5 separate regions of the Mus musculus genome follow, and all the other regions are linked to region 5. The links are chromatin contacts, called in public Hi-C, HiChIP or PLAC-seq and promoter capture Hi-C maps. All regions are on one chromosome and are shown on one strand. The core of a region is the stretch at or near the end of the contact, and the rest is flanking DNA. Distances in the headings are between cores, read along the strand shown.

Region 1 (5,159 bases), core at 338-2,837, 1.3 Mb after region 5:
AGCTGGGATTATAGACTGGCTTGCAGTATCCCCCTCCTAGTCACAACCTCTTTACTCTTGGACTAGAAGAAGTTAAGCTTTGTCCAGCTCTGTTTTTTTTTTTGTTTTTGTTTTTTTTTTTTGTTTTTTTTTTTGAGACAGGTGGCTGGCTGGCCTGGAACTCACAGAGTGTTGGGATTAAAGACATGCCCCACCATGCTGCGATAACTAGGGTGATGAGGTCCTTGACCAGCTCATTTTGGAAATATGTAGTTTCAAGCTGTCTCATCTGAATCCACTACCTCTTTTTCTTGACAATGGCCAAAGTCAGACCCAAGACCCAGGTGATACTGGAGTGAGATATAGGAAAGAGTTTGTTTTCTCTGCCGATTAAAGAATTAAAAGGAAGAAATCTTGGTGATACTGGAGAAATCAAGGTCCCCTCTTGGGGTTCTTAAGTTTCATTAATATATGGATTTTAAACGGCCAGGCAGGAGGATCTCTGAGTTCAAGGCCAGCCTGCTCCCACATAGTGAGTTCTGGGACAGCCAGGACTACACAGAGATATTCTGTCTCAAAAAGACAGACAGAAAGAGACAAGAAAGAGAATGGCCACAAACAAGCTCAAGGACAAAACCAGACTGAAATAGAAGTTTGGGAATTTATTAGCCTTTAAAGGGAAAACCCCAAGGCAGGCAGCTATAAATGTTCTAAACTGCTGTGGGGGAAGGAAGAAGAAAAGCTTTGCTCTTAGAGATAAGGTCAGCTACCTTGCAGAAGGGCCTCTGAAGGGAATGGCTGGCCCAGGCCTTTAATCCCTGAACTACAGAGGCTGGAGCTGTGAGTTCAAAGTTATCCTGATCTACATAGCAAGTTCTAGGACAGCCAGGATTACATAGATTCCGTCTAAAAGGGAAAAAAAAAAGTTGAGCAAGGAACCCAGTGCATTAGTTAACAGGATTAATCCTTAGGAGAAGACAGAGCATGTCTGGGAGGCAAAGTCCATTCTCCACCAGGACTTAGCTGGAATAGAATCCTAGCCCTCGACTGCAGGACCTTCTCTCTCAAGCTGGAGGTCTGCTGTAGTATACTGGGAAAATGCCTCAAGGGTCTTTGGGTATATGTTGAACCTGTGGTGATGTGGTTATCTGAAAGCTGCACCCCAGTGGGCACAGGGACCTTACTCTCCTGAAGCAGGGAGACCCAGAGTACCCTGGATGCTGATCAGATACCTCCACACAGTTAGAAAGCAGAGATGAGGCCCAGCCTGGGTGGACCGTGGATGTGGACAGGTCTCAGCATGACCTTTCTGGCTCACATACAGAAAAAAAGGTTCAGCTCTCAAAACAAAACCGGAGGCCTCTGAGAGAGTCAGCGACCACGGCTACTTAGCACAGTTCCCTGCACAGTGCTGAGGCCCCGGCTGGGCGAGGCCGCAAAGCCCCAAGCAGGAGGCAACAGCGGTGGAAGTGGGCAGGGCGAGCCCACGCAAGACCTAGGGGCCTGCTAGGTGCCCAGGACCACGCAGCAGCGGGATATTTGTGCGTTGCTGCAGCGGCGACGGAAGTGACGCGCGTTGCCAGGAGGCTGTTGCTAGGCGCCGTGCTATGTGTTTTGCGTAAGACAGCGTCAGCTGAGGCGGGAAGCGCGAGCTGTAGCGCCATGGCCGGAGGTAGCGGCGCGCGCGAGACGCGCTGTCGTCAGGGCTCGCGTCCCGGGAGTCCCGGGTCCGAGGTCCCCGCCGCGTCAGTGACTGGACCTCGTGCAGAAGCCCGTCCCGCGGGCGGAGGTGGAGGGTCGCGGCGCGCTGCCCCAGATCGGTGCTCAGGCGGCGTCCCTTCTGCAGCCTGGCAGCACCCTTTCCTCAATGTATTCAGACATTTCAGGGTGGATGAGTGGAAACGGTCCAGCAAAGAGGGAGATGTGGCTGTGGTGACGGTACTGGCCGCGGGGTCCTTCCTGCTCCTGAGAAATCTCCCAGTGGGCACTGTGACTGTCCTCCAGTTTTGCGCCTGTTTGCAGCACCTCTCTCTTTCTAGGACAAGGTCCTGAAGAGCGCTGTGTATCGCATCCGTGGGTCTGTATCTGCCAGCAACTACATCCAGCTCCCCAGAACTAGCACCCAGTCTCTGGGGCTGACTGGGCGGTACCTGTATGTGCTTTTCCGGCCTGTGCCTACCAAGCACTTTGTCATCCACCTGGACGTGTCCACCGAGGTGCCCAGCTTGGAAGGAGGGCTGGGTGTCTATTGCTGCTTTCCCACCGTGCCATAATCTCCTTCTAATGGCCTCGCTCTGCCTCATAGGACGGCCAGGTCATCCGTGTGTCTTTCTCCAACCTCTTTAAGGAGTTCAAGTCCTCCACAACGTGGCTTCAGTTCCCCTTTGTCTTCGAGACTAAGACACCCAGGAGAGGTGGTGACATTTGGTCCAAGAGGGACGGCTTGAATGAAGGCCTAAAACGGGATGGTACAGGCCCAACTGGGCATGTGCTTCTGTGTGGCCCTGAGGATAGCTAGGGGATGGGGCTGAGAGGGGTTGCAACAAAATGGTAGGTGCTGACCTCGCACGTGTCCTGCAGACCTGGCAGGTGTAGCTCTTCCTCGTGCCCGCTGGACCTGCCTACAGCTGGACCTGCGTGACATCCTGATGTTCTACCTGGGCAGGCACTATAGTCATCTCAAGAGCATCAGGCTGTGTGCCAGCCTGCTAGTCAGAAACCTCTACACCAGTGATCTGTGCTTTGACCCTGGTGAGGCCCACACTTCATGCCCCATCCCAGTCAGAAGGCTAGAACCCTCCCGCTAGCTGGCAGATAAGAACCACTTACCAATTTCAGAGGAGAGCCATGCACCAGGGCTCCCAGCTCCAGGAAGAGCATTGGGGTGGGTTGGTTGGTGGAGTGGCAGATACTTGGTAATGCATGTTGCCTGGGGTGGGAAGGGATAGGACAAATGTCCCTTGATCTAGAACAGTCCTGCTCATTGTAGCTGTCACTGTCACTGAGGCCCGGCGTGCAAAGTTGTCTGTTAACCCTATGCCTCGAGAAATGGCTTTCCCGGTGCCAAAAGGGGAGAGCTGGCATGACAATTACATCCACGTTCGGTGAGGAGCTCTGGACCTCAGGTGGTGAGGGGTCAGGTGGCCTTTAGTCCCCAGATATTGATTTTGCTTCTACCTGTGTTTGCCCCCCACAAGGTTTCCAAGTGACTGTTCCAAGGTGCCTGATGAGCAGGATGAGAAGAGCTGTTCCCCCCCAGAAGCAGGTGGGCTGTGGTTCGACAGGGTGCACAGGGCTTGGTGGGAACAGTTTTGGGGCATCCTGAATGAGGATCAGTAGCATGGAGACTACACATGGTATGTGCCTGGGGCAGCCTGGAAATAGGCCCAGAGAAGGGCGGAGCTGGTGGCCCTCTGAGGTCCTAGAATCGTAAGGTCCATGCAAGTGGCATCTGGTCTCCAAGCTTTCGTGTTGGAGAGACTCTGCCAGAGTTTAGGATAGAATGGTGGCAGCGTTTATGGAATAGCATCTGTAGAATGGTGAGGGGAACCTCCTGTTCCTCCCTGCACCTTGGCTGACATCCTCATGGGTCCTCTTGCTGCTCCTCCCTGGCTCTTTGCTCCATTGTAGTCTTCCTAGGTCGTATGTCACGGCACCTGCCTCATCCAGGGGTCTTGGGCAAACCTTTGCTGAGCAGTAAGTCCCCTGTGGCCCAGGCATGTAGCTCTGCATTGGTGAGTGCGCTTGGGAAAGGGCTGGGGACCGGTGCCCCTAAGGGTGCTGATGGCACATGTTCCATTACAGCCATGCCAGGTCCTTTCAGCATCTAGTCGCCTTCCAGAGGTCAGCCGGACCTACAGGTATCGAGAAGTCTCCAGTGTAAGTGCCTCCAGCATCCAGAGCCAACGTCCTTCAGTTCGCGATGAGGTTCCCGATGCACACACGGTGTCCGGCGAGAGACACGTTCTTGCTGACAGATCATCTGGCGTGCCCATGGCCCTTGAGGACATTGGTTCCTGTAGGGTGAGTGCCCATCTGAAGGCATTGGGCATTAGTGAGATAACAGGCTGGCTAACCTGAGCCTCCTGAGATGCATCCAGAGTGGATGGGCCTCTAGAGATGGGTTTGTTCCTGTTGCCAATTCTGTCAAAGGACAGGACCTGGGGTTTCTAAAGACTTTACCACTGCAGCCAGAAGACTGCTTCTAGCAGGAGTTCTTTGTACCTCCCCACCTTTTATTTGAGAGGCAGCACAAGTGGGGCATTCGCAGGGGATAGAGTGACTTCCCCCAGTCTCATTTTGCATTTTCCTATTTCAGCTTTTCCTCCCAGACCCAGTCCTGAGGCTCAAGGGCGTCATCGGTTTTGGGGGTCACAGCACCCAATGGGTGAGGTTCCCAGGCCAGTTTTGATTGGGTGGGACGAGTGAGTTTTAGGGAAGGAAAGATTCCTAGTTCTGTCTCGGGCACTTTCTTTCCTCAAGAAACCCTGCCCTGCCCACCTCTTATTCCTGAGGGCTAATGTGAGTCTTTAGGTCATGGGTGCCCTCTGTTCACTTGGTAAGGTCTGCTGGGCTAAAGGGCTCCCAAAGACCCAAGAGCTCTGAGATACGGATGTGTGTGTGTGTGTGTAAAATTTTTTAAGATTATTTTATGGGGCTGGAGAGGTGGCTCACTGGTTAAGAGCACTGACTGCTCTTCCAGAGGTCCTGAGTTCAAATCCAGCAACCACATGGTGGCTCACAACTATCTGTAATGAGATCTGATGCCCTCTTCTGGGGTGTCTGAAGACAGCTACAGTATACTTACATATAATAAATACATCTTTAAAAAAAAATTTATGTAGCCAGGTGGTGGCAGCACTTTGATCCCAACATTTGGAGGCAGAGGCAGGCAGATAACTGTTTGAGGCCAACCTGGTCTACAGAGTTCCAGGACAGCCAAAGCTACACACTGAACCCGAGGCCCTTTGTAAAAGGAACCAAGTTCTTTATACTGCTGAGCCATCTCTCCAGTCCCATAAAGATTTGTTTATTTTATATGTATATGTATCCTTACTGCCTGTGTGCAGAAGCCCACAGAGATCAGAAAGGGCATCAGATGCTTCGAACAGGAGTCACAGGCAGCTGTGAGCCACCGTGTGGGAGCTTGGGGCAGAACGTGAGTCTTCGCCAAGAGTACT
Region 2 (5,346 bases), core at 822-3,321, 1.4 Mb after region 5:
CAGCATCATGCGGACAAGGCCACTTGTCCTTAAAGCACAGACCAGTGGTGATGGGCACCTTCCTCTGTCCCTCCATCCATGGGACCCCTTGTTGAGAACCAGGGCCTCCTGGTACACTGGGGTCTAGCTGATGCCACAGACTGTCACGAGGTCACTGTTGTAGACAAACAGCTGGGCTTGTCACTGCTCATGGCGATATGCACACCCATTCCCTGAACCTGCCCAAGGTTCCTCCCCTATTCAGAGGTCCCATGGCTGGGCCTCCCTTCTCAGGGCAGTGGCGCACGGTATTTTGAAGGGGATTCCTTAGAGTGCAAAGGGCAGCCAGGCAGGGTTAATTTTAACAGACATCAGGATCTAACTTTCAGATTAGAGGGAGGAGGGGCTTGAGGGAACCAACCCCCTCAAAATCTTATGCTACTAAACGTAGGGGGCAAAGGAGGAGGGGAGGCTCCTCCTGCCCCGTGCAGAACAGGACAGACTGGCTGCTCACCATGGCAGCCCTGTTCATCATCTCAGCTCCCCGTGGTCAGTGAATGTGACCAGTGAGAGAGCTGGGGAGATGCAGTGAGTTTCAGGGTGGCCACATCTGCGACTGGGAAAGGCAGAAGAAGATGTGTGTTTCAGATCCACACCCCAGCCTCCCTCCCCCTCCTGCCACCGCCAGCCCCCAGCAGGGATGTGGTGAGACCTCAGGGTCCTTACTTGGTTCACTTGGAAGTAACTGCCATCGTCTTCAATGTGGATCTTGGCTATGCCACTTCCTGGCTTCTTAGCCACCTTTACAGGCTTGATGCAATTCTACACCAGGAAAGACCCCACACCAGGCTCTATTAGGAGAAAGCAACTTGGACGGGGGGTGGGGAGGGTGGGGAGTGGGGTGGGGGGCTGGGTATGGAGGGCCTCAGGGATGGTTGGCTACCGGCCATAGAGTGAAGCTCACCACCGAGGCCAATTCTACCACCTTCCTGCCACTGAAGCCATGCTGAGCTCTGGTTGCCCACCCTTCTCTGTACAAGGTGAGGAGAATGCCATCAAGGCCACTCTTTCTCCAGAATCACCATGAAATCTGCTACAAACTCTATATGCAAGCTAATGCAAGAAGCCCTGACTAGCCTGCCCTTCCTACGTGCACATAGCAGCACACCCCCGGAGATCAGAGTGTCAGAGGCCTGGCCAGACAGGAAGGCTTTCCTTGGAAACATCTAGAGGTCACCTCCATCCCACGACCACAGATGAAACTCCATGTCTCTCCCCTTCTCTTGGACATCTCCTGTTATCGCTTCCTGAACCTTGGTGGCTTTCCAGAAAAGGGCCAGTCTCGGGTAAGATGGCCCAGTTCATCCTGTCCGTGTGGCAGCTCAGCCCGTCTTTTATGGGTCATGGGACTTGGCTAGCTCTGGAGACAAAGGAAGACCCAGCAAGGGCAGCAGCTCCTGTTTTCAGGGCGGTCTGTCTGTATCCCTCTCTCTTCCTCGAGGCAACGTCAGGAACATTAGCTGTGGCTGTGGCCCAAGTGGACATCAAACCTGTCCCTTCAACATGGTCCCTGTCCACAGAGATGACAACTGGCTCTGAGAGAGGAGTGGGAAGGGATATCTCACAGGTGTGTGGAGGCTAACTCAGCCCCACCATGTCTCTGCATCACCAGCTGGGTGACACTACTACAACAGTAACTTAAGATCACATAACAACAAGTCCCCCCACCTTTTTTTTTTAAACACTAAACCTGCCTGTCACCACTAAACACTCCCATGGTCCCAGGGATCGCTCCGGGCCCAGTAACCGCGTTGTCTGGCCCTCCCTGGCCTCAGTTGTCTGTGTTTGTGAAAAGGGAACTAGACTGACTGAGGCCCTGGGTCCTGGGCCCTGGGAAAAGACACAGACGAGAGAGGTTTCCCGAGGTGCACGGCCAGGCTCGGACCCTCCTCCTGCCCGACTCGCCCTTGGCCGGCCCACCTGAGATGGCCCGATGAAGTCGTCCAAGTCGGTCAGCTGTAGTGCCCCACTGAAGGGCGACGCCATGACAGCCTCACTGCCGCCGAGTGTCACACGGGGGTGTCGCAAAATGACACCAAAATGACATGCAGTTCCGCCACTCTGCCGGAAAACGCAAATTCCAGCGCATGCTCATTTCTCTCCGTCAACAAGCTTTGAAAAGCGTGCGCGCCCTCTGCCGGCGGCCTTGAGCGCTCGGCCCAGCGGACTCAAGCTGCAAGTTCCACAGCACAGCGTTCGGTCTCCCTTGCGTCCCTTGGTTGTGGTGTAGCAGGGTAGCAAAGACAAATAACGCAAAGAATGTAACTAGAGACTCAGAGTCTCTCCCGCTTCCCGTAGGGGTCGGAATCCGGATTTCATTCATCACCTTGACCTAGCAATACTCAAGGAAGGTTCCAGATGCAGTGGGCAGGAGAACACAAAATTAACTTTGATTCACTGGAATGCCTTGGAATGGGCTTACCAAAAAATGAGATAGACAAGTGCTGTTGAGATGTTAAGACTGGAGTGTGGGAGAACATTTACAGAAGCAGGTTCTTGGACTGGACCAGGGCCAAAGGACAGTTTCTGTTTGCCAGGAGGATTCTTGTTTTAAATTGGATATTTTCTTTATTTACATTTCAAATGTTATCCCCTTTCCCAGTTTCCCTCCCTCCCTCCTGGAAACACCCTATCACATCCTCCCTTCCCCTGCTTCTGTGAGGGTGTTACTCCACCCACCCACCCTCTCTCCCCTCCCCTCCCTCAAAGTCCCCTACACTGGGGCATCTATCAAGCCTTCATAGGACCAAAGACCTCTCCTCCCATTGATGCATGACAAAGCCATCCTCTGCTACATATGCAGCTGGAGCCATGTGTACTCCTTTGTTGATGGTTTAGTCCCTGGGAGTTCTGGGGGGTCTGGTTGGTTGATATTGTTGTTCTTCCTAAGGGGTTTCAAACCCCTTCAGCTTCTCCAGTCCTTTCTTTAATTATTGAGGACCCCGTGCTCAGTCCAACAGTTGGCTGCCTAGCATCTGCCTCTGTATTTGTAAGCCTCTGGCAGGGCCTCAGGAGACAGCCATATCAGGCTCCTTTCAGCATGCACTTCTTGGCATCCACAATAGTGTCTGGGTTTGGTAACTGTATACAGGGTTGCTGGGAGGATTCTAATGCTGGAAGGAGGGTGATACATAGATCCCTGGAAATTCAAACTCACCACCACCACCACCAAACCCAAGTCTATTAGAACAAACCCAGTGGACGGCTGGCAGATGTGAGGCATATCCAAGGCCCAATAAGAGAGACAGAGCAGAATGGCCTGGAACAGTAGAAAGAATGAAGTCCTGGTGTAATGTAGGTGATCCCTGAAGACATTACAATCAGTGGATTTCATGAAGCCAGTCACAAAAGGCCACACGTGTGACACCATTCAGCAAAAATGTCCAGGACAGGCAAACCTGCAGATGGAAAGCTGACCTCAGGTGTGGAGAAGGTTTCTGATCAGGGTGGTTAGAAAAGTCTTTAGAATAGATGCTGCACACGTGAATGTCATTTTTCTTTTAAACAGAATAGGGTTTCTCTGTGTAGCCCTGACTGTCCTGGAACTCGCTTGGTGGACTAGGATGGCCTAGAACTCACAGAGATCCATTTGCCTCTGCCTCTGGAATGCTGGGATTAAAGGTGTGTGCCACCATGCCTGGCTTTGTAACATCATTAATGTCACCAAAATGTCTACTAGAAATGGTAACAATCAGGCTGAGACGAGAGTTTGTTTGTTTGTTTGTTTGTTTCTTTGTTTTCAAGACAGAGTTTCTCTGTGTATCCCTGGCTGTCCTGGAACTCACTTTGTAGACCAGGCTGGCCTCGAACTCAGAAATCTGCCTGCCTCTGCCTCCCAAGTGCTGGGATTAAAGGCATTCGATACCACACCCAGCTGAGATGAGAGTTGATGTAGTGTTTGCTGTGCAGACATGAGGAATGAGTTGAGTGTGACTTGTAACATTAATGTAAAAGCTGAACACAGTGACATGTGCTGCCTGTAATCCCACTGAGAGGGTAGAGACAGGGAGAGCCCTGGGGCCCATGGCCAGCCACTAGCCAGCCAAGCCTGCTAACCTGAGTTCAATCCCAGGCCCTGTATAATGGAAATAGAAAACTGACTCTCTGGCCTCCACAGGTACAACATAGCACAAATGTACCCATACACATGTATGTGCACACACAAATGCATGCGATTTTACAAGAGAAAAAAACTGATGTACTAAAATCCTATACTCAGTTTTTGTTGGTTTTAGACACACCAGAAGAGGGCATTGGATCTTACAGATGGTTGTGAGCCACCATATGGTTGCTGGGATTCAAACTCAGGACCTCTAGACTCTGAAGAGCAGTTAGTGCTCTTAACCACTGAGCCATCTCTCCAGCCCTATTGTTTTGTTTTGTTTTCACTGAACAGCCCAGCCTGGATTCAAATCCTTTTGTTTGGTTGGTTTTAGTTTTTGGTTTTTCTTTGTTTCTTTTTGTTGTTGTTGTTGTTTGGTTGGTTGGTTGGTTTTTCAAGACAGAATTTCTCTGTGTAGCCCTGGTTGTCCTGGAACTCACTCTGTAGTCAAGGCTGGTCTCTCGAACTCAGAAATCCGCCTGCCTCTGCCTCTTAAGTGCTGGGATTAAAGGCGTGTGCCACCACTGCCGGGCTGGTTTTTGGTTTTTAAGACAGGGTCTTTGTGTATGGCCTTGGCTATCTTGAAATTCATTCTGTAGACCAGGCTGACCTCAAACTCACAGAGAACTGCCTGCCTCTGCCTCCATGTGCACTGTTACCACCACCACAATCCAGCCTTGGCTTCAAATTCTTTATCCTCCTACTTAGTTTATGAACACTGGGATTACAGGAGAATGCCATCACACATAGCAGGCTGTACACTGTAAATGGGGGCAATTGTACAGTATGTGAGTTTGTATCTTGATAAGGCTGTTAAAGACAGGGTAGAGCTATAGCCAGGTAGAGCGATTTATGCCTATAATCCTGCCACAGGAGACTGAGACAGGAAGATTGCTTCAACTTTTAAAAAATGGTTTATGGGGCCAGGCGTGGTGGCGCACGCCTTTAATCCCAGCACTCAGGAGGCAGAGGCAGGCGGATTTCTGAGTTCGAGGCCAGCCTGGTCTACAAAGTGAGTTCCAGGACAGCCAGGGCTATACAGAGAAAAAAAAAATGGTTTATGGGAGAGGCCCTTGGTCCTGTGAAGGTTCTATGCCCTAGTATAGGGGAATGCCAGGGTCAAAAAGTGGGAGTGGGTGGGTTGGGGAGGAGAGGGAGGGGGGAGGGGATAGTGGGTTTTCGGAGGAGAAACTAGGAATGGGGAC
Region 3 (5,480 bases), core at 1,983-4,482, 1.1 Mb after region 5:
AGGCAGGTGGATTTCTGAGTTCGAGGCCAGCCTGGTCTACAAAGTGAGTTCCAGGACAGCCAGGACTACCCTGTCTCAGGATGGGGAAAAAAAAAAAAAAAGAACTCACAGGACTCCAGACTTCCAAGCAAACCAACACACTTTACTGTGGCGCAGGCTGCCTCAGACTGTTACTTATTTCAGCCCAAGAACTAGAAGGACTTGACCAGCTTGGACAGGCATCTGCTCCGCTCCAGGCTTCCACGAGTCCTGGCACAGAAGGGTTCTCTGAAAAGTCTACCACAGGAACTGTGTGCTCGGCACATGCCAAGTGGGGTTCGCCCACTGCCCACAGGGGAGGCTGAGCCCAGTGCTCAGGCGTGGTCACCGGCTCTCTTCTGCACCACTGCGGGCCTGGACAGAACCTGCTCCTGAAGCCGCTGGACCAGCTCCTCTACGTAGACCTTGAACAGGGGTACAGGGTCCTGAAGGGGAGAGGGCATGGTAAGGCTCAACGTAGCCCAGGGATGGCGCCCTAAGGAGGGTGACAGCCAGCTGCTTCTGGCTGACCATGGGGAGAAGCAGGGTGTAGAAGGACTGGGGATGTTGCTGCTTGTCATCCTGGAGGGCATTTGACCGCCAAAAGAGGACTGCTTTCCCTTGGTCACACAAACTCACATGCCTACCCTTGGCTTCCCTGTAACTGCTGGCCGCCACAGGCTCTTGACTATTCTGGGAAACAGACACAAATGGAACATCCTAGGGGCTGCCAAGGGATTAAGAAAACACCTAGTGCCGGGCGGTGGTAGCGCACGCCTTTAATGCCAGCACTTGGGAGGCAGAGGCAGGCAGATTTCTGAGTTTGAGGCCAGCCTGGTCTACAGAGTGAGTTCCAGGACAGCCAGGGCTACACAGAGAAACCCTGTCTCGAAAAACCAAAAAAGAAAGGAAGAAAGAAAGAGAGAGAGAGAAAGAGAGAAAGAAAGAAAACGCCTAGTGCCAAAGATCCCCGAGCATTCAGAGAAAGAGAGGGAAGGGCTTCACGAGACGAAGCATGCCATGCAATTTCAAAATGGAAGGAACCAAACGTATGGCAGCATTTCGGTGTGGCAGACCCTAAAAGCTAGCCTTCCCGCCCCCCCCATCACTCAACCTCAGTGGCCTGAGATCTGCCGGTACACAGGTACTCACCTTTTCCTCCAGAAGCCTCTGTTTCTCCAGGGCCTCCTCCAGCGTCAGGCCAACCCACTCGGCCTCTGCCTCGGGGATGACAAAGCTCTGAATAAGCAGGAGAGGAGGCTGGCATGAGGTGTGGGGGCTGGGCCAGGAGCCTCGGGCAGCAAGCAGGATGGGGAAACTCTCACCCTGTACTTGTCATAGATGGCTGCTCTCCGCTCAGGGTTCTCAGGGTGGAGATGGGGGTCCTGGCGAGCAAGCCTCAGCAGCATCCCTCGCTTCAGGTCCATGCCAAACTTGGAGCCCAGGTCCTCCTTAGGGGTCTGGCAGAAGGTTCACATAGGGTCGGGTGCTACAGCAGGCTCACCACCCCACCCCCCCACCCTGTCAGCTGACCCTATGGGTTCTTCTTCAGCTGCTGGCAGCCCTAAGCTAGACCACAGCAGAACAGGCATTGGGATCAGCGCTAGCATCCAAGCCTATATGGGTCAGGCCCAAGGCATGCATGGTGGCGCACACCTTTAATCCCAGCACTCGGGAGGCAGAGGCAGGCAGATTTCTGAGTTCGAGGCCAGCCTGGTCTAGAGTGAGTTCCAGGACAGCCAGGGCTATACAGAGAAACCCTGTCTCGAAAAAAAAAAAAAGAAAGAAAGAAAGAAAAAGAAATGGCTACAACCATTGGACAAGTCAGCGACTCACAGGGAGTGGCCTCAGCAAGACAGAAAGCTTCAGGGGCTGCACCAACAGGGACTCAGTCCTACTTGTAATGGCTACCCTGGGGTGCCCCACACTCCCTGCCCATGCCCATGCAGTGCACTCGGCACTTCCCACGAGTCTGACAAGACCTTGGAGTGCACTAACCCCTGCTTGCCTTGAGAATATAGAAGTCAAATCCATAGGCCTCATCGATGAGATCCAGGGTCCTCATGGTCACAGTCACGGTGAACTTCTTGTCCAGGATTTCACTGTAAAGCTCCCGAGTGAACAGCTGTGGCTTCCACACCTTCTTCACCCTCTTGGAGAGCTAAGGGTGCAAGAGAAACCTCCCGTTTTCCTATAGACCAAGTGGGCCCCAAAGCACCCTTCTGGAACCTGGGCTACTGTGAGCCAGGCCCTCTCCCTTCCTCAGACGCTCCTCAGGACCACTGATGCAGGTCAGGGCCCCTGAGCTGGCTCTGGACACCCACCCACCTAGATGTCTGCTTCACTCAGGCTAGCCCTAATGCTACTGGTATATGTTCCAGATTCTCACACAGCTGAAACCCAGTAGCCACAGGCAAGTGAATGACACCCTGGAAGGCCTGAAACATACTCTCTCCTCCCACAGGGCTTGCCTAGGAGCAGAGTATCACCAGAAGAGATAGACTCCAGGCAGTCATCTCGGTCTTTTTGATTTTTATGTACTAGGAGCAAAGTTATTCCGTCCTAAAAATGAGGGAAATGCGCATAGAAACTAGCAGGTGACAAGCAGATTTCACTTCTCCCTCCTCTTCGGCACAAGCTTCGAATCTATCCTTCCTCCTTCCTTTTCTCCACCACTGTCCCCACTCTGTCCTTACTTTTGATACTATCTGATCCAGGACCACCCCACTTCAGGACTAGACTTTGCTATCGGAGTTAGCTTGCTCCGTAAACAAAACGCTTGTGTTAGTCTGGTTGACCGTTTGTGGCGCCCAGAGCAGCGCCTGCTCAGCAAAGCATGCAGAACAGCCGAGATGGTCCGCACCCACCTTGTCGTTGTTGGCGTATCTGTAGCCTAAAATCAAGCCCTCTCCACCCCACAGTCCCTGCTGGGACTCTGGAGGGTAGTGAACTGGAATGGGTACGTCCTCAACGCGCTCGCGCTGCCCATTCTTGGGGTTGATCTTGAACTTGGTCCCGTGAGGTTTGTAGTGTACCGGGGTCGGCGTCCGTTCTTCTTCCAGTGAGCGCAAGAAGTGGGCGGGCAAGCGCGCACAGATGCCCTGCCGCAGCCGCAGCTTCTGCCACAGGTGCACAGGATACCTGTGCAGCGGCATCGCGCGACCCTCTACTTCTAGGAGAGCGCGCCCGCGCCTCCCGGAACCGGAATAGCGTCACCGAACGTGCGCCTTCGCTCGCTGCCAATTGGCAGCAACGCCCGTCCATCTAAACTAATCCCTTTCCCTCCGCCTCCTTTAGGGACCATGAAAAATTATCTACTGCGAATGGGTTCAAGGCACCGTCTGCCAAGTGCAGCCCAGGAGTTCCCCAGCAGCTTTGGCAAGCCTGTTGGGAAAGGCTACCCTGAGCTCAACCTCCCTTTCCCTCCAGGGACGCAAGGAAAAAAAAAAAAAAGACCACTCATTTGATTTGAAAAATTATTGTAGAATATTAAATTCACCAATTACATAAAAATATGCCTTCATATCTTAGAACAGTAACATTTTACCACCTGCCCCCCACCCCCAACAGAATATACACATTTCCCCTTTCAGGGGCTAAAGTGTGCTTTGGTGCCAAATAAAGGATGTTAGTAGCTTGGGAAGGAGCCCAGAAGCCCACACCTGCAATCCCAGTACTCAGAGCAGATGAGCCTCACAGTGGGAACCAAATGGCCTGGGCACACAGCACTACCAGCTCAGTGACCCCAGGAGACCAGAAAGATTGGGCTGGGGATCCAGAACCCACTCCTTAATCCTCAGTTGATCCAGTAGGGGTCAGCCTCATCCAAGTGTCTAGGGCCAGCACAGGAGAATGCTCACCAGACTGGGGCCTTGGACCCCTTAAGAGAGAAGGGAACACTAGCGAGCATTGTGTGCCTTCTGGAGCCAGACCTCATACAGCTGAGCAGCCTGCTACCTCAGGCTCTCCCGAAGGCCTCCTGCTCCAACAGACAATGAGGGAGGGACAGCACACAGCACTCCAGGTCTTAATCAGCTCTCTGATGACCCTGGACTCTACCATAGCAACTGCAGCAGGAGGGTATCCCCATGCCAAGGCAGGATGGCATTAAGGGTACAGGATGTCAGAGACAGTGAGTGACCTCTGTGCACTCAGACTTCCTTGCTTGTGGGTCTCATATCACGGCTTTCCAAAGGAAGGGGACCACAGGAATCCCTTATCTGTATCCCCATCCATAACAGCGTGATCAGCCCACACGTGGCACCTGTGGGCTCCAGGTGGAAACAGCTGTGACCTTCAGAGGAATTGGCAGCAGCCATAAAGATTTTTTGGGGTGGAGGGGGTCTTCTCTGGAGAAAGAAGCCAAGCGTCTCAGGACAATTTTATTCAGATGGAAACCTGGTTGGGGCTAGACAAGCACCTCTCTCGCTTGTCCTAGCTGAAGAGGTCATTAGAGTTTCAGGTGTCCATGAACCAGCCTTATCAGGTCACTGTGTACAACTCATCCCGATCATTCCTGCAGATCTGGTAGTGACAAGGGAACTTCTGCAAACAGGCCCAGGACCCAGCTTTTTCCTCTCGTGGTGGCAGAAGAAATGCTGCACTACCAGCCAGTAGGATGTGCCAAATGCTGTGGGTGTAGTAGTAATTGTCACTGGTCATCATTGAAGTATACATGGCGATGCCAACGGAAGCCATGGAGATGCCAGGCAGGAGGTAGAAGACCCAGCGCTGCCAGGAGGTTGGGTAGCACTGTCCCCGGTGCCCACAGCGGTATATCTAGAGTGGATAGCCACATGGGAGTTGGTTGGTTGGTGCAGACCCAGAGCCAAGAGGTATGGGGTCTATCTAGATCTGGGCAGGAGAAGTGCATATGGCCTCATGCCTAGTGGTTATCGGCACAAGACCTAAGGCACATAGCCAGACTGGGGCTCTATGGGTAGCTGCTACCGACTCTAAACAGATGTGGAGTTTTGGAGCCCTCCCAGCATAACTGGAATTAAGGGCCTGGCTCTCTTCTCCATGAGTCTGAACAGGAGACTATATGCCCTGTTCCTTACCCACATGGAGGCCATGATCACAAAAGCAAAGACGCAAGGTCCCATCAAGTTCCAGATGCCCCTGCGATCCATCTGCAAGGACATGGCGATGACGAGTGTGCCGAGGACAAGTAGTACCTAGGAGAGACACAGTGGTTTGTGAGGCCATAGAAGCCTTTGGCTGGAATCACCTGTGATAGCACGAGACACAATAGGCAGGCGCTGGGGTCAGGGGCGCTGATTACCCAGGTCAGCTTCCCAACATCCTGGCTCCTCTCCTCTGTCGGCTCCTCTTAAGACTCTGCCCCGTTCCTGCTCAGCCCCTGGGAGGGAAGTACCCTTCCTCTAGTCCCTTTACTGTGTCCAAAGGACCTTTGGAGGACTAGGTGATGATGTCCACTCCTAATGGGCAGTCTTGTACAC
Region 4 (5,498 bases), core at 393-2,892, 1.4 Mb after region 5:
CATCATCAGTCCCAACAGACTATTCATTCAGACTGGGAGAGTGACAAGGCTGTGCAGAGACCAGACATATGGTTCCTTGCCTCAGACTATGACAATGGTGGTGCCACACCCTACATAGGCCCCCGGAATGGCTTCTTTGGGATATTTATAACCAGATAACTTAAATCACATCTGTGTAATCTGAGGGTGGACAGAGAGCATGCTCCTTTTCCATAGACTGCTTCTGGAGAGGGAAGGGCACTGAGAGTCCGAGATCACTCCTGAAGAGTAGGCCATTGCATTTTCTCCCTCCATATCTGCCTCTGAATCGGCCCCTTGCTACTACTTCTCTTCTCCCCAAGCTCCATGGAGTGCTAAGGATTTAGACCCTTGTCTTTCCATCTGGTAGGGGAAGGCTGGTCCAGTGGCCTCAAGTCTGCTCTAGGGAACAGGTGGTGAAGACTCCAAACAGTAGAGACAGAGACAGCAAGGAGGATGGTGTGTATAAGCAGGACCCAAATCACAGGAGCTAGCCTGGGAAAGCCTTGCGAGGAGCAGAGACACCTCCAAGTAGAGCCCTGGCAGCTGAGGAGCAGAGTGTGGGTGCCAATGTCAGGTCAAGTTGCCAGGGCTTCCTGGGTGCTCTTGGTCTTAGAGTACTGCCAGGAGCAGCAGACAGGAATAGCTATGTCCAAGCAACCCTGTCTAGAATTCAGTGTGTGGGAGGGCTCTGGTATAAATCTTCCGGTGGCCAGGTTCTGAGCTGGATGGAGCAGAGCCTCTCTGCAGAATACATGTACACAGAATACATGCTGTCTTGCGACACCTGTCCTGCAGATGGTTTTGGAGGGTAACACTCTGTGCCTGGGCGATAGGGTGGTGGTATTGGGCATGTTCAGTTTGGAAGCCATCACCGTCTATGCTAGGGATAGCCGAAGAGGCCATGAGTGAGCATAGTCAGGGAAGATCTACCATTCTCAGACAGTTAGCCTTGATGTGGGTGGTCGGGGTCCAGCAGCTTGACTCAAGGCTCTATCTGTTTCCATGCAGGGCCTTACTAAGAGTCACTCAACCCTTTATTTTTGAAAGAAGGAGATCTTCCGGACTCCTGGGCTGTCTTCCACCCTAGGCTGGGCCCTTTGCCAGCACCCAGTCGCTCACATCCGGCCCCCTCCCTCCGTACTCACTAGAGAGCCAACATCTGTCTCTAGCTGCCCGCCCCTCTCCTTCGACCCCAGAATACTCTCTGTTTCCCGCCTAATTATTGTCGCGGAAGAGGGGGAGGGGCGGCTGGAAGGACGTCCTCTGTGGTTTGCTTCTGGATTTTTGGTAGGCTTTCAGTCATTTCTTGTCTTGATCAACAGAATTTGCGTGAGAGTGCCTTTCAGTTATAGACCCTGGCTATAACCCGAGGCTGCCGGCCAGCAGTACAGCCTCAGGGGGATTTAGAACAGATTCCATTCCATGTGGTTGTCTGTAAAGTGGACCCTGAAGCTGACCGCTGTATGTCTCGGACCGTAGACCCACTCGTGGCAAACCCTGTCATTCTCGCCCATCGCCTGGGTCATCGCTACCCCAAACCATCACCCGGAACCCAAGGAGGGTCCCCCGGATGGCTGGGCGGAAAAGAATGAATGTCGGACTGGCCTCGGAGGCCTCTTCCACTTCCGGCGACTGATCGCAGCGGATACTTAGATTTCTGCAGTTGCGGCTGCGGTTGGCTGGCGTACGCTGCAAGCGGATAGAGTTTGGCTCAGGCTGGGGGCAGCGGGGAGGGCAACCGCTTCCATTACCGGCCGGGAGCCTTGGGAAGTAGGACCTGGAACTGAGTGTCTGTCAATCATGGATCAGGACGACCCAGCCGAAGCGTTGACTGAGCTACGCGAGAAGCGGCTGGGCTTGCTGGAGATAGTGCAAGCGGCGGCAGGCTCGGGATTGGCCGTCTATACTATATGGGCGCTGCTGCTGCAGCCGGGCTTCCGCCGGGTGCCTCTGAGGCTGCAGGTGCAGCGTTGAACCTTGGAAGGAAAGGGGCCAATACTGGTGCAAGCCAAGGTTCCATGGGTGGGGTCAAGGCTACTGTAGGTAGCGTAAAGATGGGCGGAATCAATTATGGCGCGGGACCTAACCCGGGAACCCGATGTACGGAGAGTTGGGACCAGGAAGTTGCGGAGCCTGGGTCTTTCGTCAAGACCAAGTCTAAATGAATGAAGCTGGGATTGAGTTACTTAGGGGGTACGGGCCTATGACTGGAGAGTGGGCGGGGCTCACTGGATGGTATCAATTTAAGAAAGGAAATCTAGTAGGCTCCCATCGGCCCCCAAACTGGTGCTTCTGCCTGTGTGATTTCTAGCCTCAGCCCACCAAATTCCTTATTCAGGTGCCCTACGTTGGCGCGAGTGCCCGGCAGGTTGAGAACGTGCTGTCACTGTTGCGAGGCCGCCCTGGAAAAATGGTGGATCTAGGCTCTGGTGATGGCAGGATCGTAAGACCTGTGTCTATATATTCGTTGTCCCTCTGGTGGTGGCCCCATTCCCTTCATCCAGATCCCACACTCTTGGCTCCCATAGGTGCTGGCGGCCCACCAATGTGGTCTCCGTCCAGCTATGGGATATGAGCTGAACCCGTGGCTTGTGGGACTTGCACGGCTGCATGCCTGGAGAGCCGGTTGTTCTGCGAGTGTCTGCTACCATCGAAAAGATCTCTGGAAGGTACCCTACCAAACTTGATACCCCTCCCTCCCCCTCCCACTCTCTTTCTTTCCAAACTTGATTTTCTTTACCCTCCCTCTTCCTTTCATTTTTTTTTTTTTTTTGAGATGTGTGTCCAGGCTTATCTCAAACTAGCCTTGGATTATAGGCATCAGACCTAGTTTATGCAGAACTGGAGATTAAACCCAGGGATATGTGTATGCTAGGCAAGCACTCTGCCACCTGAGGCACACCTCCAGCTCCTGATATCTTTATCTCCCAAGTTTCATGCTCTGAGTGGCTATTATGTGGATATCTGGGTGGGCTAGAGGCCCTACCTTGGGGACTGCATGCCCTCCAGCCTTTACCCTTGTTTTCTACAGGTGAGCCTCAGGGACTGTCACAACGTGTCTGTGTTCCTGGCTCCCAGTGTGGTAGGTTTTGGGTCTGTTGTCCTGCTGGGAGATCAGGGCCACAGTCTTGGCTCTTGGATGCTCTCGGGCCTGGAATATGTTCTGGGCTCAGCTGGATGGGGCAGCTTTTTCTGACCTGCTCCTGTGTTCTTTTCCCTCCTGTTCTTTCCTACAGCTCCAACTGCTGGAGGACAAACTGCAAGCAGAGCTCCCTGTGGGGGCCCGTGTGGTATCTGGACGATTCCCCCTTCCCACCTGGCAGCCTGTAGCTGTGGTGGGCGAGGGCACTGACAGAGTTTGGGCCTATGATGTCCATGGTTCTGGGCCAACTGTGTCTTCTTGTGGGGTGCCCATCAAGGCCATCCCAGAGTCCAGTTCTACCTTAGTCCCTAGAGCCCCTGTTTGACAAACTGGCTGACTGGATAAAATAAAGACTCTGTGGGTTCAATCCTGACTTTTGTTTGTTCCAGGAATCACTTCCTGGGGCAGGGTGTCCAGAGGGTTCCATGCTGGCTGTAAAGAGATTTCTTTTGAGATTTTTCTGGGAGACTAGCTAGTGACTCTGAGTCCTTGGGCGCTGAGGCCTAGTGGAAGATACAGCTTTTTTTTTTTTTTTTTTTTTTTTTTTGAGACAGGGTTTCTCTGTATAGCCCTGGCTGTTCTGGAGCTCACTCTGTAGACCAGGCTGGCCTCGAACTCAGAAATCTGCCTGCCTCTGCCTCTGCCTCCGGAGTGCTGGGATTAAAGTCGTGCGCCACCACTACCCGGCGAAGATACAGCTTCTACTCCTTGGGGATCTCCAATATTCACCAACTTCCTCAGTTTCAAGATTTCCTGCTTGTACCTGATTGGAATGATAAATCACTTGTCTGGCCATGGATTCTTTTCTTTCCACCAGATTAGGACCCTGGAGCCACATCCAGCCTACCTGCCCAAGTGCTGGTCCACATACTCCTGTAGCTCAGAAAGCTGCTGCTCTGCCATGGTGGCCCGGACCATCAGCTGTGCCCGTTCCCGTTCTAGCTCTGCCTGGTGGAGGCATGAGTTATGAGCCATGGTAGGAGGTAGAGTAGGGGGTCTCCGCCGCTCCTTCCCTACTACCTGAGTGTCCTGGGAGAAGTCCTGCAGCCTCTGCTGGATTTGGGCCCAGGATGCAGTGTCTAGGGCCCTGTGAGGAGAGGGTAGGAGGGGCAGTCTCCGAGCCAGGCATAATACTTGCTGCGTGGTTTTAGGACAGCATAGCACTGCCTGGAGCCCCGGAGCATCTGCACTTGGATAGTCCCCTGACTAGCTCAGTGAGCCCTCGTCTACACAGTGTTTTCTTCCCCAATTCTTGGGAGGTACTATCTCAAGAGCCTGCCTGGTATACAGCAGGTATAGAGGCCCAAATCTACAGCTGCCGAGGCCACTAGGCTGCCCACTGTCACCAACCCCATTTCACCTATCAGATACTTAACAAAGCAGCCATCCATTTTCAGTGATTACCAGTGTTCCATTCAAACTGAGATAGCCCAGAGCAGGGATAAGAGAACCCTACTCAGTAGCGAGGGTTGCTAGAATGAATGAAGGCTGTTCAGCTTCTGGTTCTCTCTGCCTGACTTGTAGACCTCTCCTATATCAACAGAAAGCACTCACAGTGGCTGTGACTTGTTCTCCTTGGAAGTTTCACCAGATCCCTTCTCTGGGTACAGTAGCAGTGTCCTATGTCGGCCATACTGTAAAAGGACATGGTGGGTTCCCTTGGCTGACTGAAGAAGGCCAACCGCTCAAAGACTTTGAGTTTGGGATGAGGCCAGGGGTGAGTCCTTCCTGGGCCTCTGGGCTTCAAGGCAGTTTGAGACAGTAGGGAGAGGGCACCTGGGCCCCAGTATTACCTCGTTTTCTCTTGGGTGGCTGAGTTCAGTGGCCCAGTGCATGGGTAATGGCTCCAGGTTGATGGCTGTTGCAAAGGTAGCCCTAGGAATACCATATGACCTGTTGGGATCTGTGGGTGCCTGGCGCTGCTCCTGCAGCACGCTAAACCACAGTACAGGTCGCATGTTGCCATCCCACTCCAGGTGCCTGAGTCAGGGTGGAGCCCACCTGCAGGTGGTTAGCAGCAACTCCTGCCTCTGGTTCAGATCTGCCAGGCGCTTTCGGTAGGTCCGGGCAGCTTGGGCCAGCTGTTGCTCTCGGGTTCGGTGTGCAGCCCTAATGTCCTGCAGAGTGGACTCCAGGAAAGCTTGAAGGGCCGCCTGATTTGTGCTACTGGCGTTCTCCTGGAGGGGATTGGGTAGGACAGAGCTAGGGTTGGGGTTGAGTTTGGACCAGGTTAGGCAGCTAAGCTGGAGGAGCTGGGCTTGAGTTGGGTAACATGGTTGGGCTTAACCTTACTCTCTTTTTTAAATTTGTTTGGTTTTTTGGTTTTTTGTTTTGT
Region 5 (5,843 bases), core at 658-3,157:
GTGTGTGAGAGGATGCCTGAATGGTGTGCCACCATTAGGGGTGGCCCCGGAACCGTCCATGATTTCTATGCCTCCTTAGATTCACTGGGATGAAACAGACCACAGGTCTGTGAGACACCACAATGCTCACTTTGAACATCCATTCAGACACTCTGAGAATGCACTCGGCCAGTACCGACGCTGACAGGCTTGTGCTTCGGATACTGAGCCATACATACAGCTGCAAGGAGTTGCTCAAATGTTACCAACTCATTTGTCATGCAAACAGTGCTTTGGAAGAAATAAAATACTATTATGTGGTATATGTGTTAGGCAATCACTATATCAAATCCGTGGCACTCCGCGAAAACACAGGCAGAGAAAAGGAAAACAACACTTGGTGAGAGAAATCACACCACATGGGAGCAGCTAAGTCAGGGAGAAGGGGAGGCAAACGACAGAAGCCCAGCGGAGCTGAGGCTGTAATTTTCCCAGCTGTGTGGCCGGCACTGAATACTCCTGGGGTTTAACAAGCGACAGAGCGATGAAACTCTGACAGAGGAGCACGGCCCAGGGTCTCAGGGAAGGCAGGGAGGGTGGCAGGTAGAGCTGCAGGGAGATCTCGAGGGCTGGGAAGCTGGAGCTGCAATATTGCCAGGAAAAGGGAGGTGATGGGTGAAGGATGTGGAAGGAACAGCAAGGGGAGAGGGTGAGGCCATGAACTGTGTTTGTTAGATGGTGGGGGGACGGGTAAGGGTAACCACATCACTGCCCCCACCCCCTCAAGGCTCCCAACTCCAACACTGCACAGATTTGTCTAAGGGAGGAGTGCGCTCCAGGCCCTGTCCTGAAGGTCTCTTCTAATCCTTATAGCAGCCCTCTAGGGAGTTATGGGAAGCTGGCTAGAAATGTTAATTGGAAATTACCACACACTAAATGGTTGCAGATTGGAGATCAAACTGCAAGACTCTGCAGATCATCCCCTAAACCGTAAGACACGGGTCTCCCGATCCCATCACCCAAGAGAATTCCAACATTTACGGGAACCTAGGGCATAGGTATTTGCCCCTAAGAGTTCAGAGTATAGGGATCCACCTATGAGGACATTTTGGGTCACCCGTGGCCACAGAGGATCAATCTGTCTCAGAGTTGCACCTTAAAAAAATATATTTATTTTATGTGCGAGTGTTTTACCCACTTGTATGTGCACCAGGTTCATACCATGCCAGCAGAGACCGGAAGAGAAAGATACCAGATCTTCTGGAATTGGAATTGTCCATGACGTGACCAGCCACTGATGTCCAAACCCTAGCTCCTCTGTAAGTGTTGTTACGCCCAGAGTCTTCTATCTCTCCAGTCCCAAGGGTGCACACTCCTGAAGTTTCAGTGTCGACCAAGTGCATGCCTGAAGCTGGCCTGAAGCAGCAGTCAAGATAAGGTCTTGGAGAGCATGCCGGGCGGTTACTCCACCACCCAAATCCGACACACAGCCTCGACGCCCATCCGGAGACTGGCAAGTGGGCCGGATCTCTATTAATGGCGGTGGTTTTCTTACACCATTGAGCTCATCCATTAAGTAAATCAACATTCCATTGAACGTTTACCACGTGCTAACGCTGCGTTAGGATAAACACTGCTAGGTCTGACAGATAAAGATAAGCTAGAGGGCGGGGGGAAGAGATGAAAGCACCTGCACACACAAGTAAAACAAAACAAAACAGTAACCAAACCAACCCTTTGACCTCACCAACATGGCGGCGCCAGGCCGACACAGACGCCTTTCATCATGGCGGACATAGCCTCCATGCGCCGCCCTTCCCAATATGGCGTCCGTGGTCGCCCTTCCCATCATGGCGCGCGGCCCCGCCCGCTCCGCCGCGGCTGCCGGCGGGAGCAGTTCCGGGTGCGGTGCGCGCCGGGGGCGGGCGAGGGGGCGGTGTCCTGGCCATGGCCGGCCTGTCGGACCTGGAGTTGCGGCGAGAGCTGCAGGCCCTGGGCTTCCAGCCAGGCCCCATCACCGACACCACGCGGAACGTCTACCGCAACAAGCTGCGCCGCCTGCGGGGCGAGGCCCGGCTGCGCGACGACGAGCGGCTGCGGGAGGACGCCGGGCCGCGGGAGGACGCCGGGCCGCGGGGCCCCGAGCGGCAGCGGGAGGAGGCCCGGCTACGCGAGGAAGCGCCGCTGCGCGCGCGGCCCGCCGCCAGCGTCCTGCGCTCGGAGCCCTGGCCGCTGTCGCCTTCCCCGCCGGCGCCTAGCGCGGCCTCCGACGCCTCGGGGCCGTACGGCAACTTCGGGGCCTCCGCCTCTCCCTGGGCCGCGAGCCGCGGCCTCTCCTACCCGCCCCACGCCGGGCCCGGGCCGCTGCGACGCCGCGCCTCGGTCCGGGGCAGCTCGGAGGATGACGAGGATACACGAACGCCGGACAGGCACGCCCCGGGCCGGGGCCGCCACTGGTGGGCCCCGCCGTCGGCCTCTGCGCGGCCGCACTCGGCGCTCCTCGGCGCCGACGCTCGCCCCGGCCTGAAGGGCTCGCGCACCGGCTCGGCGGGCGCCGGGCGGACCCGACCCGAGGTGGGCCGGTGGCTGGAGCGCTGCCTGTCTCGGCTCCTGCTCTGGGCCAGCCTGGGGCTGCTGCTCGGCTTCTTGGCCATCCTGTGGGTGAAGATGGGCAAGCCCTCGGCGCCGCAGGAGGCGGAGGACAACAGTACGTCCCGGGCCGGCGCAGGGGAGGGCCCGGGGCACGGGGTTCGCCCACCCAGACCGGCTTGTGAGCCGCGACCGACTGCAGACCCTCACTTTCTGCCTCCACTTTCTGCTCTTTTCTGTTTCCCCGTCTTTCTAGAGTCTCCCTTTCAGCCACAGCCAGGTCCTTCCAAGGGAAAGCCACACGCACACTCTTGACAGTCAGCCCACCCCTGCCCCTCTTGTCTTCCCTGCCTTCGGGGAATGCCTGCCGTGGTCTCAGCTTTGTAGCAGCAAAACTGGCACCACCGGGCCTTCATTTGTCAAAAGGAGTCTGACCCTGCCTGTGGCTCAGGTGTGGGAGAGTTGTTCTAAGCCGAAGCTGGTACCACAGGGGTGCATGTGAGGCACAGCCTCCCCCCCCCCCCCCCGCAGGCTGTGTTGGGAGAGAGCCTGTGAGTCAGGCGACTTCCTAGACGTCTTTGCCCACACTCAGTTACGTGACTCCGCACCCCTTGAGGGGTGCAAGAGAGCGAGCCTCCCGAATAGCTGAGGACTGATGTCTTTTTTTTTTTTTTTTTTTTTTTTTTTGCCTATTACTCAAAAGAAGAAACGCGGCTTTATTTTCTTTATTTTCATGAAAATCTCCCCCTCTGGTATAAGGGGTTATAGTTAGGGTCCGTCTCACATACGTTAGACAAGCATGTTTCCACTGAGCTACACTCTCGCTAGCTGGCTTTTGAAAACGACTTTGAAGCAGGGTCTCCTTAAGCTGTCTAGGTTCACCTAGAACTCACTCTAGTTCAGGATGGCTTCAAACCTATGATCTTGCCTTACCTCCCCCGAAGCTGGAAAGTATAGACCCGAATCACCAGACCCAGATTGTTTTGGGTACAAATTTAGGTATAAAATGACAGTTCGTTTTCTTTCCGAAGCGTGCTCGAGGTTAACACTGTTGCCAGCCTTGAGTCAGGGTCACATTTCCCACAATTAGGAGTAGCTGAAATACAGGGAGAGCCCAACCACTGTCTTCAGTGTTGTGAGGAATGGATGTCTGGGCGTGTGTGAGTCTGTTTGCCACACTGATGCCCAAGGGTCCGTTATCCACCCTGGGAATAGTTTCTGGGTCAGCTAGAGGCTAACAGAGGTGAGTGCCAGCAAATTGTACAGGTGCTGTAAGCGCTCAGGGGATGATGTCACATAGTGTTGGGTGCTACGCTCTGCTTAAGATAATTTAAGACAGGCTTGGGGTCCCTAGAGTTCCCTCCTGTGATAGCATTTATTTTTACTTGACATACTGTCGTTTGTAGTTCATAAAAGACTTTTCCCTATGTTGTCTTGTTTGAGCCTAACTCTCTGAGTTAAGCAACAAAGGCCATTTGGTTTTTATCTTGTTTGTGGGTTTGTTTTGTTTTGTTTTTTTTATGTGTATGGGTGACTTGCCTATGTGTGTGTCTGCACCACATGCATACAGTACCTATGGAGGCCAGAAGAGGGCAATGGAGACTCCAGAACCAGAGTGACACATGGCTGTAAGCAGCCACATGGATGCTGGGATTCAAACTCAGGCCCTCTGCAAGAGCAGCTGAGCCACCTCTCCAGCCCCTTGTTTTGTTTCTTGAGACAACATCCTCTCTGCACCCCAGGCCTGCCTCAAACGTGTGGCAGTCCTGTGTTCATCTTCTGAGTGCTGGGTTTCCAGCAGTGTGCATTCTGAGGAAGGCCCATGCAGTCCTATTTTACAGGAGCAGACACAGATGTTAAGGAGCCCAGGAATCTGTGGCTGCTGGTTCATGTACAGCTGGAAAGAGGCCCCAGCTACCAAAGTCCTTACCCAACATGGGGGAACCCGTGGGCCTTAGAGCCCACACTACACAGGGGCCCCTGAGAGCTGGCTGGTCTCCACCTTTGTGTCAGCTGAGTCCTGCTCCCCCTGGGTCCTGAGAGCTCTCTCCGCTGCCCAGGCGCACTTCTAACCTTCCTCTTTCTTTTCTCCGTCTCAGTGAAATTGTTGCCGGTCGACTGTGAGAGAAAAACAGATGAGGTAAGTTCGATCTGCCTTCTATGAGTCTTCCTGAGGACTCAGAGCTCTGCCAAGAGAGAAACTCGCCCAGATCATGAAAGGATCATGTAAGGGGATCGCTTCCAGAACGTTCCATGAACGTACCGGAATCACATCATGTTCTGTGACGATGTTTGTGTCAGATTCAGTTCTGGGAGCACAGTGGTACTTGAAATATGGAAGGGTGAGCTCCCTGGGTCCAGCCCCGGGCTCCTACCCCTATCAGTGAGAGCATCTGAGGCCCTCGATCTGCCACAGTCAGTCCAGGGAGATGGGCATGGGTGTCCGGCTGGCACTGTGGGGGGCGAGGCTGCCAGCATCTGACCCTGAGAGACTACACTCAGTCTTACCTTCTCTCTGGTGTGCATCCATCTCTTGATAATGTTCAGGTTCCTGCTCTGACACATCAGGGGCCAGTTTGAAGCACGTGGTAAGGGGAATTAGCCCTCTTAGCCAATGTGTTCAGTTTGTTTTATGAAGCCCTCACATCCCCCATAACTAATGTTTGGGGAAGGTGACTGCTCCTCAGCCTACGGATCATGTGAGCAGCGTTAACTCGCAGCTGGGCAGCCGGTTCTGAGGAAGACACGAGGCAGTAAATTTTCAGGTCATAAATCCTACCAGGAGGAGGCGTGTGCTGCCAGAGGGCATGACTTAGCGCTCTAATTATTAAGTGTGGGTGCCAGGCCTCTGCAGCCCAGGGGCTGGCCAAGAAACAGCACTCCTGCGTTGACTGTACCCCTTGTTAATGAAGGACAGCCTGCTGCAGACACCGTTTTATTTCCTTGGCTGCTGCTGTGTCCTGTTTGCGGGTGTTTTATGACACTCCCTTATTGCTCTCATCCACAAAGCAGTTTTGCTTCCCCATTGTTCTGCAGAACCAGGCTCATAATAAGTTTAATCTGCTTTCTATCATAAAACTGGGCTGATGGTTAGACAGTGTGCTCCAGAAACAGGCAGCCAAAGAGACGAACAAATGCAGAAACAAGAACTATAGAACTTTTCACGCAACCCCTCTGATGGTCTTCTGTTTGCCCTTTTAGTTAGACAAGGTTCCTAGTTCTAGTTCTGGGTCCTGCACAGTCTGTAGAGTGGTGGAGCCCACTTGAAGGAAGCG

What was found. Hi-C and Micro-C count contacts between places; a contact is called where the count stands out from the background. HiChIP or PLAC-seq counts read pairs in DNA pulled down with a chosen protein or histone mark. Capture Hi-C pulls out chosen DNA fragments and counts their contacts.
Region 1: an H3K27ac HiChIP or PLAC-seq map of microglia shows a contact between it and region 5, with 5 times the contacts expected there. The contact joins the promoter of Wdr90 here to the promoter of Lemd2 in region 5. A contact is called at or near these places in 1 of 39 promoter capture datasets (pre-B cells) and 1 of 115 datasets of contacts at active chromatin or transcription factors (microglia).
Region 2: a contact with region 5 is called in a Hi-C map of neutrophils, with 8 times the contacts expected there. The contact joins the promoter of Ciao3 here to the promoter of Lemd2 in region 5. A contact is called at or near these places in 2 of 39 promoter capture datasets (both in liver), 2 of 484 Hi-C or Micro-C datasets (neutrophils and regulatory T cells) and 2 of 9 other capture datasets (adipose tissue and liver).
Region 3: a contact with region 5 is called in a FOXA1 HiChIP or PLAC-seq map of pancreatic cancer cells. The contact joins the promoter of Mrpl28 here to the promoter of Lemd2 in region 5. A contact is called at or near these places in 2 of 39 promoter capture datasets (liver and pre-B cells), 1 of 484 Hi-C or Micro-C datasets (CD4 T cells), 1 of 115 datasets of contacts at active chromatin or transcription factors (pancreatic cancer cells) and 1 of 9 other capture datasets (liver).
Region 4: a contact with region 5 is called in a promoter capture Hi-C map of liver, with 4 times the contacts expected there. The contact joins the promoter of Antkmt here to the promoter of Lemd2 in region 5. A contact is called at or near these places in 4 of 39 promoter capture datasets (liver, neutrophils and pre-B cells) and 2 of 9 other capture datasets (adipose tissue and liver).

The regions. Positions count from the first base shown.
Region 1 is chr17:25,857,943-25,863,101 of GRCm38.p6, reverse strand. Wdr90 (WD repeat domain 90) reads left to right here and starts at 1,587. Exons shown (of 41, transcript NM_001163766.1): 1 at 1,587-1,917; 2 at 2,019-2,195; 3 at 2,285-2,447; 4 at 2,560-2,730; 5 at 2,969-3,083; 6 at 3,177-3,244; 7 at 3,610-3,713; 8 at 3,784-4,002; 9 at 4,298-4,366. The coding sequence starts at 1,642.
Region 2 is chr17:25,770,501-25,775,846 of GRCm38.p6, reverse strand. Ciao3 (cytosolic iron-sulfur assembly component 3) reads right to left here and starts at 2,071. Exons shown (of 11, transcript NM_026238.4): 1 at 1,960-2,071; 2 at 706-801. The coding sequence starts at 2,025. It overlaps Gm41550 (a long non-coding RNA gene), which reads right to left. Exons shown (of 3, transcript XR_876684.1): 3 at 3,303-3,437.
Region 3 is chr17:26,121,255-26,126,734 of GRCm38.p6, reverse strand. It overlaps Mrpl28 (mitochondrial ribosomal protein L28), which reads right to left and starts at 3,232. Exons shown (of 5, transcript NM_024227.3): 1 at 2,886-3,232; 2 at 2,027-2,179; 3 at 1,344-1,478; 4 at 1,171-1,257; 5 at 122-464. The coding sequence starts at 3,173. The coding sequence ends at 354. Pgap6 (post-glycosylphosphatidylinositol attachment to proteins 6) reads right to left here. Exons shown (of 13, transcript NM_021793.2): 12 at 5,079-5,195; 13 at 3,481-4,797. The coding sequence ends at 4,501.
Region 4 is chr17:25,788,538-25,794,035 of GRCm38.p6, reverse strand. Antkmt (adenine nucleotide translocase lysine methyltransferase) reads left to right here and starts at 1,642. Exons shown (of 5, transcript NM_145410.4): 1 at 1,642-1,983; 2 at 2,360-2,464; 3 at 2,550-2,690; 4 at 3,053-3,103; 5 at 3,258-3,536. The coding sequence starts at 1,822. The coding sequence ends at 3,488. It overlaps Ccdc78 (coiled-coil domain containing 78), which reads right to left. Exons shown (of 13, transcript NM_001165929.1): 8 at 5,165-5,340; 9 at 4,957-5,038; 10 at 4,718-4,797; 11 at 4,184-4,250; 12 at 4,011-4,111; 13 at 3,523-3,926. The coding sequence ends at 3,824.
Region 5 is chr17:27,200,502-27,206,344 of GRCm38.p6, reverse strand. It overlaps Lemd2 (LEM domain containing 2), which reads left to right and starts at 1,907. Exons shown (of 9, transcript NM_146075.2): 1 at 1,907-2,686; 2 at 4,668-4,708. The coding sequence starts at 1,927. Gm34736 (a long non-coding RNA gene) reads right to left here and starts at 1,476. Exons shown (of 4, transcript XR_385492.4): 1 at 1,178-1,476.